2 separate regions of the Aedes albopictus genome follow, and region 1 is linked to region 2. Evidence: chromatin contacts called from public Hi-C data. All regions are on one chromosome and are shown on one strand. The core of a region is the stretch at or near the end of the contact, and the rest is flanking DNA. Distances in the headings are between cores, read along the strand shown.

Region 1 (4,996 bases), core at 1,761-4,260, 400 kb after region 2:
TGTATTCGCCATACAATATTTTTGCGATTTACTTTTAGCGATTTTTCGCGCATAGAAGCTAGCGCCACATTGGTCGATGCGGAGAGTAGGAAAACAGCCGATGTAGTTAATTCATTCATTGATTACAAAGCATACAAATTTCAAGTTGTTTACTTCTTTTTTTCTGACTGGCATTTTTCACCCGTGTTGTGCATGATGTTTTGAGTGGATAGGTGCCAGGCGGCGCCGCTGTATATGTGAAAAACACATGGAACACGAGAGCCGTCTATGATTCCGTAGCGCAAACTTTTCTGCTTGTTTACACTGTTATCACGTTTACCGCATTTATCAGAAAAGCGCCACTACCGGCACTTTAGCATAGGCGCAGCTGCTTACTTCCTATTCACGCAGCGTCGTACATCGGCTCTAAAGGGAACGTTAAAAAATTACGTCCAACATTTGGGGGAGGGGGGGTCTAGAAAAGTGTGACAGTACGTGTGTTGGGTATAGGGAAATTGCGTGACAGAAGGGTGAGGGGGGGTCTAGAAATCCCGAAAAACGATGGACGTAATTTTTTAATCTTCCCAAAGGTGTTTATTTGACAGGGGAAAGCACACATTGTGTTGGTACCGCAGCCCAAAATTAACAAATTTTTGAATGAACGTTTTCTTGAGTGTATACACAGTTTTTCACTACTTCCCACCAGATGTCTTTTCTTGCTGTGGTGCACGCGTGTATGTTGATACCTACATGCAGGCGATTAACAAACATGACTGCTCGACTTTGACTCCTCATCGACCGAGAAGGATCATAACAAAAATCAGCTGTTTAGTTGGTTGTCGTAATCGGATCTGGTTCTCCATCACCACCGGCATTTAAAAATCTAGTTTTTACTTCTAAATAAAGTGACCATAAATTAAAACCATCAAATTCGTAAACCCAACAGTAGAATTATTATGAAATTACTAAAAAATGTGTGCCACTCATGGAATCTTGGAGGTCATCGTCATTTCTTTGGTCGGAGAAAGTAAGTACCGCGCCATTCGTATTGAATGAACAATGGGATATAGATCATACCTACTAATGGTCAAAATTCCAGATACGACTTAGGAAAATGCAACATCGTAGAGCTGGGGAAAGTTTCCCCGGAGCGACCGGTGCCGAAACATATTTGCAAACCAAGCTATTACTTCGTCAGGAATTCGCCCAGTTCCGGCGAGGGACCTCCCGAAATTAAAACGGATTCACAGATTCAAGGCATGCGGGAGAGCTGCAAACTGGCGGCGAATATTCTGAAGAAGACGTGTGGATTTGCTAAAGTAAATTAATGTTCACATTCTTCGATGGTTCTTGTTCGATGATCCACGCATTTCAATTTCAGATAGGAGTTTCTACCGATGAGATCGATGAGTTTGTCCACAACGAGGTGATACAAGCGAATGCCTATCCGTCCCCTTTGCGCTATTTGGGATTTCCTAAGTCAGTCTGCACGTCGGTCAATAACGTAGCATGTCATGGAATTCCCGATGATCGGAAACTGATGGATGGCGACATCATTAACATTGATATTACGGTGTTCTATAACGGTTTTCATGGCGATTGCTCGCGGACGGTTCTTGTGGGTGACGTCGACGAACGTGGCCGATATCTGGTGGAATCGACGGAAGGCTGTTTGGCGGAGTCCATTCTGTGCTGTGGACCTGGTCAACCACTTTATGTTATCGGGAAGTCGATAGCCCGGTTTGCCAAATGGAAAAAGTTAACGGTGATGCCAGCTTTCCTGGGGCACGGGATCGGAAGTTACTTCCACGGACCTCCGGATGTATTCCATTTCGGTAAGATTTATCGCCGCATAACCGATCATCCCAAAATTGTATTCATCTAATCATTCATTGCAGACAATGATTTTCCCGGAGTGATGCGCCCAGGAATGACATTCACCATCGAACCGATTCTCACATTGGGTGTCATGGATGCGGAAATACTTGAAGACGATTGGACTGCAGTATCGGTGGACAATGCCCGAAGTGCACAGTTTGAGCATACCATTTTAATTACCGAGGATGGATGCGAAGTGCTAACGATTCCCGATTAAGTTGCTTGTTCAGGTTCATTTTTAGATAGGTTGGAAAGTAATAAAATATTGTAACTGTCGAAAAGGAATTTAAAATGTATTGCAGAATTTATATTGCCGTGCGATTTATAAATATTTCCTTATCTCACGTGAATGCCATCATGGAATCTCGCCTTGTGCTATAACAATAACTCTAAAATCTGAAAAAAATCAAACATCATATTTTTAGCTACTGACAATCGAAAAGGTTTCTCATAGAACAAAAATGCATTTTCGTTGGAATCTGCAAAATCATCGCGGGAGATGGAGGCCCGGACTTATAATTTATTTAATCATCGAGCGATTGGGCATCCGGTAATGAGAAATCCAACAGACATTCGATCAAAACCTGCTATATTTCACCAAGTGTCGCAAGTAGTGCGCTGTGTTGTGGGCAACAACGTAAAGGATGCGTACTACTCCCGACATGATTGAAAACGTTGCAAGTTGTGCGGCGTCGCGACTAGATTGTGCAACGTCAAAGCTATTAAAAATTTTGTCCATTTTTAATCCTCTCACGCCCACAAGCTGTTTCAAGCTTTTTTTTCTTCGGGTAACAACTACTCGATCGAAATGTACTCGACTAATGTATCGCCTAAATTTATGCTCTCGAACGGCTCCGTTAGCGCACCTCGCGATTCATTTGCGACATGGAAATGTCAAAAAACTAGTCCATCATTTGAAATATACCTATGCATTTTCTAACTTCTTATTAATTTAGAAAATAACAGTCATGAATTTCTGAAGACTCCTTACGTTTAAAAATATGCAATGGTTAAGCTTAACTGGTCCATAACAAAATAATTCAAATTCAAGTCAAAAGTTAATGCTGTAAGAGCTCAACTGTCTGCTCTGCCTTTGAAAAATATAATTAAAATTAGTATGGGTGATTTCCATATGATACTCTTGAAATGTCATATCGTTGGAAACGCGAGGTAAACAAAACAATCTGACTTGACTTTTTCGGCCGCCAAAGTTTGTTTAGGGAGAAAATTGTGTGCGAAAAATAGGATTCTTTCGACGGATAAATCAGTCGCGGGTGAAAATTCTCAGTGAAAAGTGCGGTGTCGGTGGTGCAATCATGTTCAAAAACACTTTTCAGTCCGGGTTCCTCTCGATACTGTACAGCATAGGAAGCAAACCGTTGCAGATATGGGACAAAAAGGTTCGCAACGGGCACATCAAGCGCATCACCGATCAGGACATCCAGTCGTTGGTGCTGGAAATCATCGGCACCAATGTGAGCACAACTTACATCACCTGTCCGGCCGATCCGAAGAAAACGCTCGGCATCAAGCTCCCGTTTCTGGTGATGATCATCAAGAATCTGAAGAAATATTTCACATTCGAAGTGCAGGTAGGTTTCGGGGCGCCGGTCGTCGGGCACATAACCTTGATCGTAAGAATTTAAACCATTTCCATCATCCGTAAGTTCAATCTCAAAATGCCAGTGAACCTGAGTAGGAACCAGCAGAACATGCATTCCGCTTGTCATAAGAATAGCAAAAATCGATTCGATTCATCGGAAGGGCATTGTACCTTGCCTCTGATGTTGTAGGCCGTTATATGCTTCCGTATAAATACATGAGAAGAGTATATGAGGTATGAAAATTGTCACCCGTTGCTAAAACAAAATATCCGGTGCCCTATTTGTGTTCGTTGTGAACGGAAGGCAGTTGAAGTTGAAGGCGAGCACTGATTCTTGATTTATAGAAGAACATGCAGTATTGCAATGATCGCGATAGAAAACAATTTTGCTTTCGAGGGTAAAGTCTGTTAATTCCTATAACTACGTTTCAGCAAGAGCTGTATTTCGTCTTATGAGCATAAAAGAATATTAGATACTTATTTTTGAATTATTACCAGCACGTGACATTTGTCAAACGTATTAAAATTGATGCGATAAGAAAGGGATATAAGTGACGAAATCTCGGTTTTGAGTAAATGAAGCTCACAGTTTTTCACTAATTTTTCATTTCATGCAAAATTGTAATTGTAATTATTAATCGAGCGAAAACCAGTTTACAATTGATCGAGTCAAGGAAAAATAGGTAAAAGCTTAAAAATCAAACTAGGTTTCATATATTTACCGTATCTTTTTCTAATCAATCTGTTCTCACAATTACCTAGCACAACATTTTTGTATGTGTTATATTTCTAGTGTGTTGTTGAAACTCGAGATTCACAAAGAAAGCAATGAATATTTTTCGAAAGTATGAAAAGGTCACTTTCGATTGGCATCTCCGGTATATCACTTGCGATGTAAATGAGGACGGAAAAGAAGGAAGTCTGGAGGAAAAGGAGAAAGTAGGAAGTTTAGCTTCCAACGCTACGCCGAAATGAGCTATCGTCGCTGTCAAAAATTTTTAAGATCATATTTACCAGGGGACTGTTATGGTCTTTTTTGTTTTCTTACCCAGCATTAAAACTATGCTGCTGTGATAAAAGATAGGTTGTCAGCTAGAGCCTCACGCTTGAGCCGCAGTTATGTTGACTACGAAAACATTTGATTTGTGGGGTAGGGATTCCTTGATATTTACATGATATTTATGTAACACAATCTGAATCAGTTAGACTTAAATTCAATCTCATGACCTCTAGAAGTACAACATTCAACCGTTATCCAATAGATAGATTTCCCTTGGAAAATCAGTCAGAGAATCCTGCCATAAATCCTTTAGGAATTCTTTAATTGATTTATTCTGGGAATTATTTCGTGATTTCTTCTGAATTTCTCCCAGGATTCTTTCATGAAATTCTTCTTTTTTTTTTGTCTCTATTTTTACCTTTCTCCCTGAGTCTGATATTTTTCCAGTGTTCCTGTGAAAAGCACGCAGAAAAATAAATTGTAAACACAACTAAATTCTAGTTCAAATCAACCGATTTTTCAGTTTACTATAGCGA
Region 2 (5,708 bases), core at 1,894-4,393:
AAAAATTTTTTGAAAGAATATCTGCAGAAATTTCGCGCCCAGGTTTATCATCATCACAAATTTCTTATTTTTTGTGAAAAATAATCTGATAAAATTCTTGTAGAAACATGCGGAGGAATCTTTTGAATAATTTCTTAATAAATTCTTCAATAATCCTGATAGCCTCCCTGGAGAAATTTCTAAGAGAATCCCTCGAGAAATTTCGTGATAAATCTCCAGAAGAATTTTCAATTTGATTTTATCAAAGGATTCCGTAAGTATTTCAGGAGAAATTCTTTGAGAATTTTTCAAAGAACCCCATAGATGAATTTCTGAAAGAGTTTTTGAAAGACTTTGTGAAGGAAACCTAGCAAGAAATTCCGAAGAACGGCCTGGTGAAATTTATTAGGGACTCCTAAAATATTAAATTTATTTTGAGGAAATAAAAAAACTCACTGATAGTTTTTCGGGTGCATACGACTTGATGGTTTGTGCTAGATTTACAAAAGTTTAAGCCCAAGTAAACTTAAAGTTATTTTCAACAATTATATGAAATTACATTTTCCATTTAAAATATTTTGCCAACACTAATATATTTGAATGAATGCGACGAATGCCCTCAGAAGTAACCTCAAAAGAATGTTTAAGAATTATCAGAAAGAAACTTTCGCAAGATTTTCGAAAACATATTGAGTTTCTCAAAATAATATAGTAGATAAATTTCCAGGTAACATCGGAAGAACGTAAAAACACATGATCAATCTTAGATGCTTTGAAAAGTGAAATCTTGATAACATTCATTCTGTTTGCCTCTAGCTTTATGCCTTTTCGGCGCCCCTCCAAGGTTGGCGCCCTTGGCGGGGGCCAACCTGGCCAACCGCACGCTACGGCTCTGACCGCATATCTCCTGCATACCTACTCGATATATGCTCCACGAATCGTGGGAATTCAAAGAGCACATGCTCCGCGGTTTCGTTGCAGTCTGCGCATTCCGGACATGCGGAGGAACCTGCATGTCTGAAACTATGCAGATACCGCCTAAAGCACCCATGGCCTGACAGAAATCGTGTCAAGTGAAAGTTCATCTCGCCAAGGGGCCTGCTCGTCCATTTAGACACGCCCAGTATGAGCCTGTGTATCCATCTACCCTTGCTGGAGGAATCCCATTCCCTCTGCCACTTCAACATAGACGATGTTCTGGCGATCCATCTCGCGCCTCTTATGCCGCGTCCTCTGCCACCACTAGTACTATGAGCATCATACCCGCAAGCACATATACCGCGTCCTTTAAGTCCGTGCGCTGACCACCCTAAGGCAGCATGTGGATACTCTCGAGTCGTTTCACGTTCCGGTTGACCACTAGCGCACTTCGCGATGCAGCGGCGCCATACCTTAGCATGGAGACCGCTATTGTCGCGAGCAGCTTACGCTTGCTCGAGACTATTGCCGAGCTATTTGACATTATCTGTGACAATGCCATTATCGCCATGCTTTTTTTTTCGAGCCATAGGGGAAAAATCTTCTCAACAGACACCCGAACAGGAAGGTCCGGGTAGTGTGGGGTTAAGGCCGTATTCTACAACAAAAGTAAAAGCCATACTTATTCTCTTCGATCCATTAAACAACATTCCTATCCTATCCTAGTGGATAACTGACACTGAGGAAGATTACAAGTGGTAGTCGAAATACGCGTATCTGTCAAAGGATAAGCAATTAGGGCGGAATTAAAAGGTATGAAACTGTTTACACTCATTCGAAGAGGGTATTCTGCTCTAGGGTTCGAAAAGTCGGTACAAGATAAACTTGGTTTTAAGGAAAATACGTTTAAGATGGACTTTCATATGTACAGTTTTGATCTACGTTTGCCTTTTTCTTAACTGATTGAAGGAATCATAGTTGGTTATAAGATAAACTATACAATGTCTGTCGCACTATCAATGTTACCCGCATTATCAAAGATACCCCGTTTTACGATATATTTTTGGTCGACCCAAACCGTGCACCACGTCAGCGGCTGTTCCCAGCATGTATGTTGCATTAGGAAGGTTAATCGCGTACGATAATTTGAACGGTTTTCCGCTACCTGCTCTTGACTTGTAGCAGGTTTTCTGTAATGAAATAATGTCAAATGGCGTTCACAGCATTAAATTAGGCATTTACTGCTTGGAATACTGTATAGGGTAAGTCACCTTATACAAATGATCAATCATTTTATTGTAGAATCGATATTAAATTTGCAATAAAACCCTAACAAAGTCAACATAAATTGCCACATAATCTATTTTCATCCTTTGAATCACGACGATCCCTCGGTGGACGACGGTGGATGCTCCAGCACCGTGTCGATGATCCCTAGGGCCTGTGCTTCTTCCGGATTGAGGAACGTATCTCGTTCCATTTTGGCGTACAGCACATCGACCGCAGTTTTCGTGTGCTTTCCGTAAATTTCCGTCAACTGCTTCTTCAGCTTGAGGATCTCTTCCGCTTGGATTTGAATGTCGGTGGCTTGACCCTGAGTTCCTCCAGACGGCTGGTGGATCATGATCCGTGCGTTGGGCAATGAGTGACGCATCCCAGGGGCACCGGCGGCCAACAGAAGCGATCCCATCGAACAGGCTTGGCCGACACACCACGTAGCCACTGGAGGCTTCACGTACTGCATGGTATCATAGATGGCCAGTCCGGCAGTGACGCTACCTCCGGGAGAGTTGATGTACATATGGATCGGTTTGGTTCCGTTTTCTGACTGCAGGAATAGCAGTTGCGCTACGATCAACGAGCTCAGATCGTCATGGATTGGACCCATCAGGCAAATGATTCGCTCCTTGAGCAAACGGGAAAAGATGTCATAGGCGCGCTCGCCACGTCCCGTTTGTTCCACCACGATTGGAACCAGATTGAGTAATCGCTGGCTGGAGGTGGATAGATTTCGCTAAAAAGAAGAAACACCATGAATGTAAAGTCACTCGTAATAAATTAATAGCACACCCTCGATCTTACCGCATTTGCGACACTTTTGATTATAGTCCTTAAATGCATCATTTCTGAGATTTTATTTCAATAATAAATGGTATAAATTTTAATTTTATCCGGAAAAAACGACGATAAACGATGGAAATTGTGATTCGTAAACAATGTTTCGCAATCACAAACGAAAGTGAGCCCACAGCGGTTTGACGTTTATGATCCAAAAGATTAAAAATATTTTTGATCTGCACTGTACAGTGGTGAGTTCGAAATTCTGCACCATCATATCAAATGGACCTGCCCGGATAAAAATTTATTATTTACGGTACATATTTAATAGTTATTTATAATATATACAAAATTGTGTGCAATGATTTTTTCATAATGCAAACCGTTTGAGTTGCATAATGTTCATAATTCAACTAAAATGAGCTGCATTATGAACATTATATACCGCATTTAGTTCACTACTGGACTGCGAACTGCGATATTATAAGTGCGAAAACGTAAATAGAAGTGCGCGATTGCATCAAATCAGGTTGAAGTCTTCGGCGCACTATTTCTTCAATCTATGGAGAACAAGTGCTCTGAAGACACCGAGTTGATTTGATGCAATCGCGCACTTTTATTAGCGTTTTCGCACTCGTGAAAACTAGTGCGATAGTCCAGTGGTGAACTAAATGCGCTATACAACTATTTTTAATTATGCAACTCATTTCAATTGCGTAATGAACTATTTCGTGCTATTCCGGAAAAATTGGTTATTTGGATACCAAAATGAGTTAGATAAAAAAATATAAATTATGATAGTTACATTGCATAAATATTATTTATTATTATGTGCCCAGATTAATCGCTTGGATGCTGATGATCTTCACTAGCCATTGTTTATCGCGAATTCGCGAAATGATTGCACTGGTTTGATTTGCACACGGCAGTTGATTGTCCATCTCGTTATCCATTGGGCGCAACCCTAGGCGCAACCTGATTCTGCGAGTTTCTAACCCTGTTGCGAACGCAGCTTGCTGAGAATCCTAGGGGGATTCTCAAATTATGTCTCGCAAAAATTGGCCTTTTTCAACACCCCCCTTCCCCCCTATGTTACAATTTTTGTATGGGACCTCAAAATTATTTGTATGGGACCTCAAAATAGTTTGTATGGGTTTTCACGATCTTCAAAGCCCCTCTCCCCCTACAAGCGTGACGTAGTTTGTGTACACCTCCCTAGAAAAGCGCGATAATGAGCCATTTTACGAGACGTTTCGGATCAGCTGATCGCTCATTTCATGAATGAAATTTTGACAGGAGGTTGCGCCCAAGCCCGTGAGTGTTAATATCAATATCAACACTGTTGTCGTTTCGTAAAATAGGCTATAGTCCATTAGTCCATTTTATACCAAGCGACAACAGTGTTGTGTTTGATATTGTTACACCCGAGTTACAGTGCGACCTTATGTCAAATTTCCATTCACAGTTGATCCGAAACGTCCCGTGTTACTTATTTTTGTTAGTCACAGTTTGGGTAAGTTTTAGTTCCGAGTATCCAGCAATTCACGAGCGGTAATGGCCGCCACAAACATGCTCACTTTCTGGTAGGGATAAAACGTTCTGACGTTTGGCTTGTGTCGTTTGACAGCTGATCGATAAGTTTTATGATCGATCTTATCGACCAGCTGGCAAACGACACAAGCCAAACGTCAGATCGGTTTATCCCTACCAGAAAGTGAGCATGATTGTGGCAGCCATTAGTGCTCGTAAATTGGCTTCTTTAGCGGTGTTGAGATAATTCCATATTCAGAATCTGCATGCAAAACTGAGCCGAAATCCAAATTTTCATGAATTTTGGTGCCCTGGAACCTATTTAAAAATCATTTTGAAGTTTGTATGGGAGCGATTTGTCGAATCACCCCTCGTCGCATTTTGTACTGGGCGGAGCTGTCAAGCAGTTGTCCAGCTGTCAAAAGGTGATTTCGATAAATCTCTTCGAAAGCGATTTTAGGTACCAAAAAGAAGTTCTAAAAATCTGGAAAAAATCATGGTGGTTCAGAAAAAGGTGCTCTTTCATATAAAATCAAAAAATCATTACATTTTTCTTAATTTAACCCAATTGCTGGATAGCACTTTTGAACCAACGTGTGAATCTATCAAAATTCACCACTAACAAAATTTCACCACTGCTGTTTCTCTCCTTTGTGTTTTGACAGACGTCAGTCTCGCTGCATCGCAAAAAAAAATAAAACACGGCCTGGTGTGGTTCGCGGTGGCGTGTTTTCGCGACTTTCTTTTCGCAAATTTTAGTTATTTTCCGCGGTGGAATCGTGATTTCCGTACGTGCATACGTTTCCTCGTGATCTACGGCGGACGGTGATGTGCCCGCAGTAACAGGGGGACAAAAAATGATCGAACCCGAGCAACCATCCATCACCACGGATAATAAGGTCAGTCGTCAGAAAATCTATTTCCTGATATGGCAATCAGCGTAATCGCAGCCTGGAACTAAAGAGGAGCTGATTATAGCGCCATATGGGATTGAAGATGTTTTTTTTTTTGCGCAGCCTGCATAGTGTTATTGCGTTTTATTAATGGATTTCTCTCTGCGCCTTTAGGTGATTGATCATGAGGAGTTCCTCAACCGCATCAAGAAAACACTCTACTACGGATCGTCGACGGTGAGATGCACCAAAATCAGTCGGCCCCTGGCGGACTATGCGGCGGACATTTTCTCCGAATCGCACCGTGGCCACTCGCTCAGTCGGCTCAAT

Evidence for each region. A called contact is a pair of places that touch in the nucleus more often than the background predicts.
Region 1: a Hi-C map of whole body shows a contact between it and region 2, with 5 times the contacts expected there. The contact joins the promoter of LOC109417248 here to the promoter of LOC109417170 in region 2. A contact is called at or near these places in 2 of 3 Hi-C or Micro-C datasets (embryo and whole body).

Annotation. Positions count from the first base shown.
Region 1 is chr2:105,520,726-105,525,721 of AalbF5, forward strand. It overlaps LOC109417248 (cilia- and flagella-associated protein 20), which reads left to right and starts at 3,011. Exons shown (of 2, transcript XM_019691363.3): 1 at 3,011-3,449. The coding sequence starts at 3,174. It overlaps LOC109417231 (methionine aminopeptidase 1D, mitochondrial), which reads left to right and starts at 519. Exons shown (of 4, transcript XM_062855013.1): 1 at 519-1,006; 2 at 1,079-1,298; 3 at 1,361-1,814; 4 at 1,878-2,167. The coding sequence starts at 936. The coding sequence ends at 2,074.
Region 2 is chr2:105,118,770-105,124,477 of AalbF5, forward strand. It overlaps LOC109417170 (ATP-dependent Clp protease proteolytic subunit, mitochondrial), which reads right to left and starts at 3,144. Exons shown (of 2, transcript XM_019691296.3): 1 at 2,980-3,144; 2 at 2,143-2,911. The coding sequence starts at 3,021. The coding sequence ends at 2,276. It overlaps LOC109417181 (protein CNPPD1), which reads left to right and starts at 5,158. Exons shown (of 4, transcript XM_019691302.3): 1 at 5,158-5,384; 2 at 5,553-5,708. The coding sequence starts at 5,343.